2 separate regions of the Lactuca sativa genome follow, and region 1 is linked to region 2. Evidence: chromatin contacts called from public Hi-C data. All regions are on one chromosome and are shown on one strand. The core of a region is the stretch at or near the end of the contact, and the rest is flanking DNA. Distances in the headings are between cores, read along the strand shown.

What was found. A called contact is a pair of places that touch in the nucleus more often than the background predicts.
Region 1: a Hi-C map of leaf shows a contact between it and region 2, with 4 times the contacts expected there. The contact joins the promoter of LOC111913696 here to the promoter of LOC111913695 in region 2. A contact is called at or near these places in 2 of 4 Hi-C or Micro-C datasets (both in leaf).

The regions. Positions count from the first base shown.
Region 1 is chr8:303,221,170-303,225,262 of Lsat_Salinas_v11, forward strand. LOC111913696 (probable serine/threonine-protein kinase PBL22) reads left to right here and starts at 2,392. Exons shown (of 5, transcript XM_023909410.2): 1 at 2,392-3,272; 2 at 3,345-3,572; 3 at 3,846-4,093. The coding sequence starts at 2,603.
Region 2 is chr8:302,834,235-302,838,305 of Lsat_Salinas_v11, forward strand. LOC111913695 (equilibrative nucleotide transporter 1) reads right to left here and starts at 2,685. Exons shown (of 2, transcript XM_023909409.2): 1 at 1,948-2,685; 2 at 890-1,779. The coding sequence starts at 2,494. The coding sequence ends at 1,067.

The DNA of each region.
Region 1 (4,093 bases), core at 1,142-3,641, 390 kb after region 2:
GGCCATGACCACTGCGGCAAGTGCAGGAAGACGAACGATGTCGTTTGTAGGATGTAGTTTGGTTATAGTTTGATATGTTGATATTTTTTAGTTTGGTAATTGTTAGTTCAGTATAGTACAATGCTATAATGGAAAAATGAAAAAAAAAAAAAAAAAAAAAAAGCACAATGCTATAATGTATATGAAATGTGTGTAGGATGTAGTTTGGTTATAATTTGATATGTTGGTATTTTGTAGTTTGGTAATTGTTAGTTTAGTATAGTACAATGTTATAATGGAAAAATGAAAAAAAATGTACTTGAAAAGAACAATGCTATAATGGAAAAAAAAAGGATGATATAATCATCATGACCTTAATTTGTAAAGTAGAATGTTATTATGATATGTTGATAATATATTTTGTTTCTTTGTGGTTGGACATGCTGCAAAACAATGCTAAAAGATCAAAAATTTAGTGCGGCACTAAAAGAGTAGTTTCAATCATTGTCGCCACGAAATAAAACGAAGGAAACGAGTGGAGTGATGAGGACGAGTAGCTACTTTTAGGATTAATGAAATGTTTTGTTTTGGTTAATATTTTAGACTACTATTTTGGATATGTTGCACTATGTTTGGGTGAGTATTTTGGATCGGATGTTTAGATTTAATATTTTGGATCGGATGTCATATATATTATTAAGTGGTTAATGTTTTGAACTATTTTTTTTTTTTTGCAAAATAATGTTTGGTAGCAGTTTTTATACTTGTTATAATGTTTTTTCTGATTTTAATGTTAAATACTACAAAAAAAAAATGATAAATACAATTAGCGGCGACACCTTTAGTGGTGACGGGCGTGTATTAGTGGAGACAAGGCTTTAGTGGCGACAATGAATATTAGGGGAGACAGGTATTAGCGACGACATATGGAGCATTTGCAGCGAGGCAACCGCGACGACCTTTTTGGCCTGTCGCTGCTAATACTCGCGTTTCTGGTAGTGTAAGGTAATTCAAAATGCTACAAAAGAGGAAAGGGACCTCAACAAATTCATATTGAGGGATTTGATGGCCCTACATTTGCATACATCTCGGTTTAGTCCAACATCAATTCAGGCTTTCGACTTTGCTAACTTATCATATTCAGATATTATACTTCCTCTTATGGCTAACTCACAATTAAAATTAATAGTAAATGTAATATCAATGGTAAAATTATATTTTTACCAAGGGTTGGCAACAAATTTAAATAATATTAAGAACGAAAAACACAACAAATTAAACTATCATGACACTCTGAGTTACAAATTCTAAATGCATATCCAATCAAACCACATGGATTTGTTTTTTCTTCTTTTAGTTGGTTTTGTTTGAGAACCTTCTTAGTTCAATTATTACCAATATGACGACAAATACAATCTACGTGACATGAAACAATACAAAAGATCAAACAATTACCATGGATCGTAAAATTAACGAATTATTATGTTTCACTTTCGAAGTGAAAACGAATTATGCTTTATGGGTGAAGAAGAGAACAATATCATTGTATACCCTTGTTCTTATATATTTGTCCTATATGCTAAAAAGATATTGGAGCACTATATGACACAAGTACGAACTCACACCATCTTAATGTAAATACTTCTATTTTATAAAATCAACGTCCTTTTCTTGTCTGACTTAAGTGGTGGACTTATAAGGCCTATAAAGAAATATTAATAGCATTTATTTTAATATAATATATTTTTTACATATTTATTGTTGACTGGTATTATAAAAAAAATTACTAATAATCATTTACTTAAGGACAAACGAATGAGTTTTTTATAATTGTATTCGGCAGTTTCTTACACTTACACATGAGTTATGATAAATCTATTAAATTTAAAAAAATTAAATATAACTAATATTATAAAAAAAGTTGGTAAATGCTAATAATATCATAAAAAATAGGTTAATATGATTAATATAACATCAATATTTCATCAAATAGTTTGTATTAAAATACAACTTTTTCAAATCGTTAAAAATCTCTTATTTTTTACATATTCACTCTTTGTCTAGAAAAAATGACTAGACAAAGATTAATTGCTAGGTGTCTTCTAACCGGCCACATACCCGATATCATCTATGAACTATTCAAAAAAATTAAGTACAGCAAGTAACTTTTTCTTGTTTTTTATTTTTTTTGGAACGAGAAATAATTATAACCTTTTTACTTATAATTTGAGCATAAATAATCACTAGTTATTTAAAATTGTTGATTCTATCGTACTTCGATTTTTTTTTCGGTATTTAAATATGCATAGTAATTACTTTGTAACATAATCACAGATACGATAAAGACGTAAGTTTTTAAAAAAAAATTGTTAATTCCTTAATCAGACTTCTTCAAATTGGAAGGGCCGGCAATTGGCTTTAGGAAATTAAATATTTTGATTTTTCATTAAAATATTAATTCTTACTAAAAATGAACACAGTATTTGTGTTTTAGCGTAAGTTTGGTGTAGTTTCTTATTCTGTTCTTTCTATTCTCGAATCCTGGAAGAACACTGAACATATAATCTACCAAAAATCATAAATACTTTCGTTTCCACAATTTCTGCACAAAAATCTTAGTTCAATGACACTTTCTCATACAAAAACGATCCCCATTTTGTTCCTTTTCGTGTTCTTCACTCATGTTTTAGCTAAAAACCTCACAGATGAATGTGTTCTTGACGTTCAACTTTCTTCGGACTGCAAAACTGCTAATTGGGACGGATTTTTCAGCACCGATTGTTGCGAATCAGCTTTTGAAGACTATCTATCCGCATTATCAAAACACACGAATCAAACTGGATCGATTTTCTTGAATTTGATACAACAACAAACTTGTCGATCATCGTTGGAAGGTAGCAACGGAAGAAATCTTTTGAGCTGCGGTGTTGAAAAGCTAACCTCCGGTTCGGGAAGCTGCTCGGATTTCACGTTGACTGATGTTGATAACAAGCTCGAGAGCTCTTTATCCAGTCTAGATCAAGATTGTGAGGTATTGGAATCAAGAAACGACTGCAGTTCTTGTTTAGAAAGATGGAAAAAGATTGGTGCTTTGACTATGAACAGTAGTGTGGAAGAGACTGAAATTTGTAGATTCGCTTTGCTTGTTTCGATGGTGAGTCGAAAGATCTCTGATTTCAAATGGGTTCAAGCCGTTTATCAGTGTCTTGGCCAGCATCAAATAAGTTTTCGATTAGATCAATCCCAGAATCTTGAAGATGATAATCATAAACACAAGAAAAAGAGGACCACTGGTGAGTTATCTAGAACACGTATTCAAGTGTAAAATTCACACTAATCATCGGATAATTTCTTGAAATTTTCAGTTGTCGTAATTCTGGTGGGAGGTCTGATCGGGATCATGATCATAATCATGGCATTGTGGATTTGGTTTAGAAGGTCAGTCGCCGGAAAGTTGCCAATGGGCAAAGTGGATATGTCTGTCATAAGGTCACCATTTCCAAAAGAAGTAAGCACGAAGTTAACAGTTAGGGATGTTTATGCGGCTACCAATGATCTCAAAGCATCAAACTTCATCGGTGAAGGAAACGCGGGTAAGAATTTTACTGTATGATTCATCAATATTTAGGTTGCTTTTGTTACACGTGACATGATATTATAAAATGTTGTTTTCGATAATGAGGATGTCATTAACGTTTTTTCAGCATAAGAGATAGAAATCGAGTCCTTTCACACATACTTAAAACTTTTTTGTGCAACTTTTGTCCTGTTGATGTTGGTCTCAGTCTCATGCACATCAAATACATTAAAAGTTTTCTATCTGTAAGTTTGCAATTTTTTAATTGGAGAGGTGTTCATTTGTGAAGGGAAAGTGTACAAAGGCGTACTTGTGAATGGTCAAAATGTTGCGATAAAGCACATTGTGAACGATGGAGAAATGGAAACGTTTGTGCGGGAAATCACGAGTTTGTCACACGTAAGACATCCAAACCTCGTAAGATTGCTCGACCATTGTGAGGGCGAAGGCGAGTGTTTTCTCGTTTATGAGCTTTGTCATTGGGGAAATCTTTCTGAATGGCTATTTAGTAAAGATAAAGTTCTCACATGGATCCAA
Region 2 (4,071 bases), core at 1,435-3,934:
TGCTTAAGTATTAAAGTCCCAACACCATCTTAAACTTTCATGAATTGTTTACCCATTAACAAATTATTATTTTTTTATCATATATGGGGCAGTAACTTACTTTTTTTTTTATTGTAGATAGCAGTTTCATTTATTTATTTTTTACCAAAAAAAAAAATACATTGCTATTTGTTGGATTTTTTCGTATTTAGATGGTAAATGTACTAAGTAACAATATAATTTGAATGATAATTTCTTTTTTTTGTTTTTTTTTTTTCAATTTCATTTGTTTTTCTACCAAAAACGAAGGTACATTGTCATTTGGTGCATTTTTCATATTTAAGTGGTAAATGCAGTAAATAGCAATGTACTTTGATTTACACGTTTTTTTTTCTTTCTATTTTTTGTTTTTTTCTTTTGATTTGATTCTGGCTAATTCATGAGAAAACTTAAAGACAATATATGTAAAACATTGGAAGGGTTGTTGCTATTTCCTGTTTTTTAATAAAAGACTATGAAATATCCTCCAACTCCCGAAACTCCAACACCCGTAACGCGGGATTCTTCCCTAGTTAAATATTAAAAACAGATTAAAAAACGAAAATATATTTAAATGGGCAAAATAGTCTTTCTGTATGTATAAATAGTTAAATACCACCTAAAAATCAAAATAAAACAAGGATCACAATGTAACACTTTCCAAATGCTATTTTTTGAAAAGAGAGACCATTTAAGAAATTTTGTAAACTTTATTTTATTTAGAAATCTTTGCCCTTTTAAATCCAATTAAACACATGAATTCAAACAAAATAAAAAAAATCATTCAAATTTCATTATTTTCCTGCCACAACAACACACTTGCACTAAATACCACAAAGTAAGTACACCTAAAACATGAATGAAAGAGATATAAACCAAGGGAGAGTTCAAAGCATTTGCATTTAATTTCACATGTTACATTTAAAGAAACTGCCCCAAATTTACACCAATGAGAAGAACAAAAGGAAACCGTATCTACATATCTTATCAATTTCAATCCGATTACACATATTCCAATATGAATGGTTGCAAAGTGTAAACCCACAAATCAAATGACCCAAAACCAACTAACCACCGAACCACAAGCCAGACCCAAAACCAAGAACAACACAAGCACAGTCCCAGCTGTCTCAGCATGTTGAAGCGGCACCGTTTTAGGACCCACCATCAGCAAACAGCTAGTCAAGTAGCCATTCGTAAGCCCTAGAAGACAAGTCACAATAGTCACCGGAATCTCAGTCCGAAGAACCATCGGACCATGTAAACAAGCCAAGTACACCGGAAAAAATAAAAGCCGAGCAAATGAAGCACCGATAGCCACCTTAGCATTCTCCACCACATAAACCGCAGTCAAACATTTCCCGATTAGGTCACACACGTTGAAAGCAGCAATAAGAATGATCGGATACCAATCATTGAGGATTTCGGAATGAACATCTTCTGTAATATACCCGGGAAATATAGCTAAAGTTACAACGTAGAGGATGATGACGCCGATTCCGTACCATTTTACTGCTTCCATGATTTCCCGAGCTCCGGTGACGGCGCCTTTCTCTTCTTTTTCGCTGTTCACGGCTTGGATTTTTAACTCGTTGTAGTGTTTGATGACGGGGAGTCTGTGAGCTATGTTATGTAATACGATGCATATGATCATTACGATTATGCTGACTAAGAAGTAGAGATTTGCGCTTTTTCGTAGCCCTTGAGCGTCTTGTGAATATACTGCTTTCGTGAAGATTCTTAGAATCGATATGAGAACCCCTGTGATGAAATTGGGTGTTCCCAAAATGGTAAATCAGCTAATTTATCTTGATAGCTGGATTGAAGTGGTGAACTCAAATCGAATTGGGTGAAACTTAAAATCCCCAAATCAGAGATTATGTAATTGAAAACCTAGATCCGGTTTGTAAAGAGATCGAGACAATTTACCTGAAGCAGCAGTTCCAGCAACGACAGCTTGCATATACCTCTCCGGCATTTCACCGGCGGCTCCAATCACTCCGCCTTGAACCAACGCATCGGCGAGACCAGCCAACGCCACCGCCGCCACAGATACGTAAAACCCGCCGTAAACCCCGACCTGACCCTTGATATACGTTACATCCATCACAGGGACGACAAGCAACGATACAACAAACAGACCGAGACCTACGTTAATCCTGACGAAGGAATGAGATTTGTCTGCGTAGAAGATGATGACGAGGAGAGATATGAGGCCTACAACCATGTAAACGACGGCGAAAACACGGTCGACGGAGGCGTCGGGGTAGAGATATGAAAAGTAATCGACGGCTGTGATGAATGCGTTCCATGGAATCAAGTAACCTGTGCCAAGGATGAAGTAGATTATGTAGGCTAAATGGTACGAGTCTTCGGGGATTTTGGAGTTGGATTCTGAGAGGAGGGGGAGCGTTGGTGATTCGGAGTCGTTAACGGCGGTAACGTCCGCCGTGGGGGAAGTCGTTGTGCCGCCCATGATCGCCGGAGATTCAATTTTTAACAAGATGGAAGTGGGGGCGTTGAGCAGTGCACAGAATTAATATCGCGAGTAAATTACAAATTTGGCCCCTAAGATTATGTTATATTTACATATATAGTTCAAAGTCTTAGTTTTGTACATCTTACATCTTTGTTACAGATTACATGTTTTATAACATTTCAGTCTGTTAGGTTAATCCTTTTCATGAAAGATATTTGTAATCAACGTTAGGGTTCCAAAAGAGCAATTAGTTACCTCCTTCACTGAAAACAAACAAGGTCCTTAAAAAATGAAAAATATATGATAAACTTGTTTTTCTTTACTCTTATTTAGTTATGTGGTACTTTAATTATATAAATAAATAAAAGAACCAAAAATATTTCAAACAAATACAATTATTTTAATATTTCGATCTAAATTGTCATGTGCCTAATGTCATAAAGCATCATCATAATAAATATGTTAACCAACATTTAAGCTATAAACTAAAATGTATGGTCTATAAGTGTAAACAGCATAGCCATGGAGCCAGAAGTGCAAATTGAGCATAAGTTGAGGGATAGCTATTGTAGATTATCTAAAACCGGTAGTTGGCTAAGATTCCAAGAAATCATCTGTACCGGAGAAAAAGGAGGCCAAAAACGTGGTGCTATTACTTTAATATAAAAAATCGTATATTATAAGCTACGAAAATAAATAAAATTATATAATAGCAAATTCATTTACGTAAAAGATATAAGAAATGTCATCAAAGGTCGAGATGTTATGCATGACTTTTTTTTAAGATCGCGAGATAAATTCGAATCGGAATCTAAGATTCTAAGATTCAAAAATTATAAAAATTTAAATGGTTAATGATAACAAATACCATCTAATATTTATGATAAGATTCAACATATTTTAGATGTTTTTTGTGGAGAAGTTCAGTTATAGCTAAAGACCTCCTATGTTTTATTACATGTGCGGTCAATCTATAACCAGGGGGAAGATGTCCTTCGAGATTGGCAGAATTTTTTGCATCTGCTTCTCTTACACCGTTTTTAAAACCTGACAAATGAATACAACCTATTGTAGTAGGCACTATATGAAGACATTTGGTTTCCAAGCTGGCTATGAAAGATGTTGATAAAGAAATGACCAAGTATCTCAATGATTTTCAGTTTGGGGTCGAGGCTTCGGATGGCGTTGAAGTCGTATTACATAGCGCCAATAGGGTGTCAAGTGAGCGCCACAATGACGGGTCTCTTTCCATGCTTATCGTGGACTTCTCCAATGTCTTTAACCTTTTTGACAGATCAACATTACTTCATGAGGTCAGATTGAGGTGCCATTCTATATCCTTGTGGGTAGAATTCAAATATGGTCAAGTCGCAAGGTTGTATCTAAGAGACATACATATTTGGTCTACTCCTGGAGTTCAGCAAGGATACCCCTTGTGACCACTTCTCTTTGCCCTTGTGTTGCACCCGCTCTTGTATAATATTAGAGACAATTGCAAGCTTCTTCTCCATGCATAGTACCTTGATGATGACACACTTATTGAAATTTTGAGGAGGTGGCCAAAGCGTTAGACA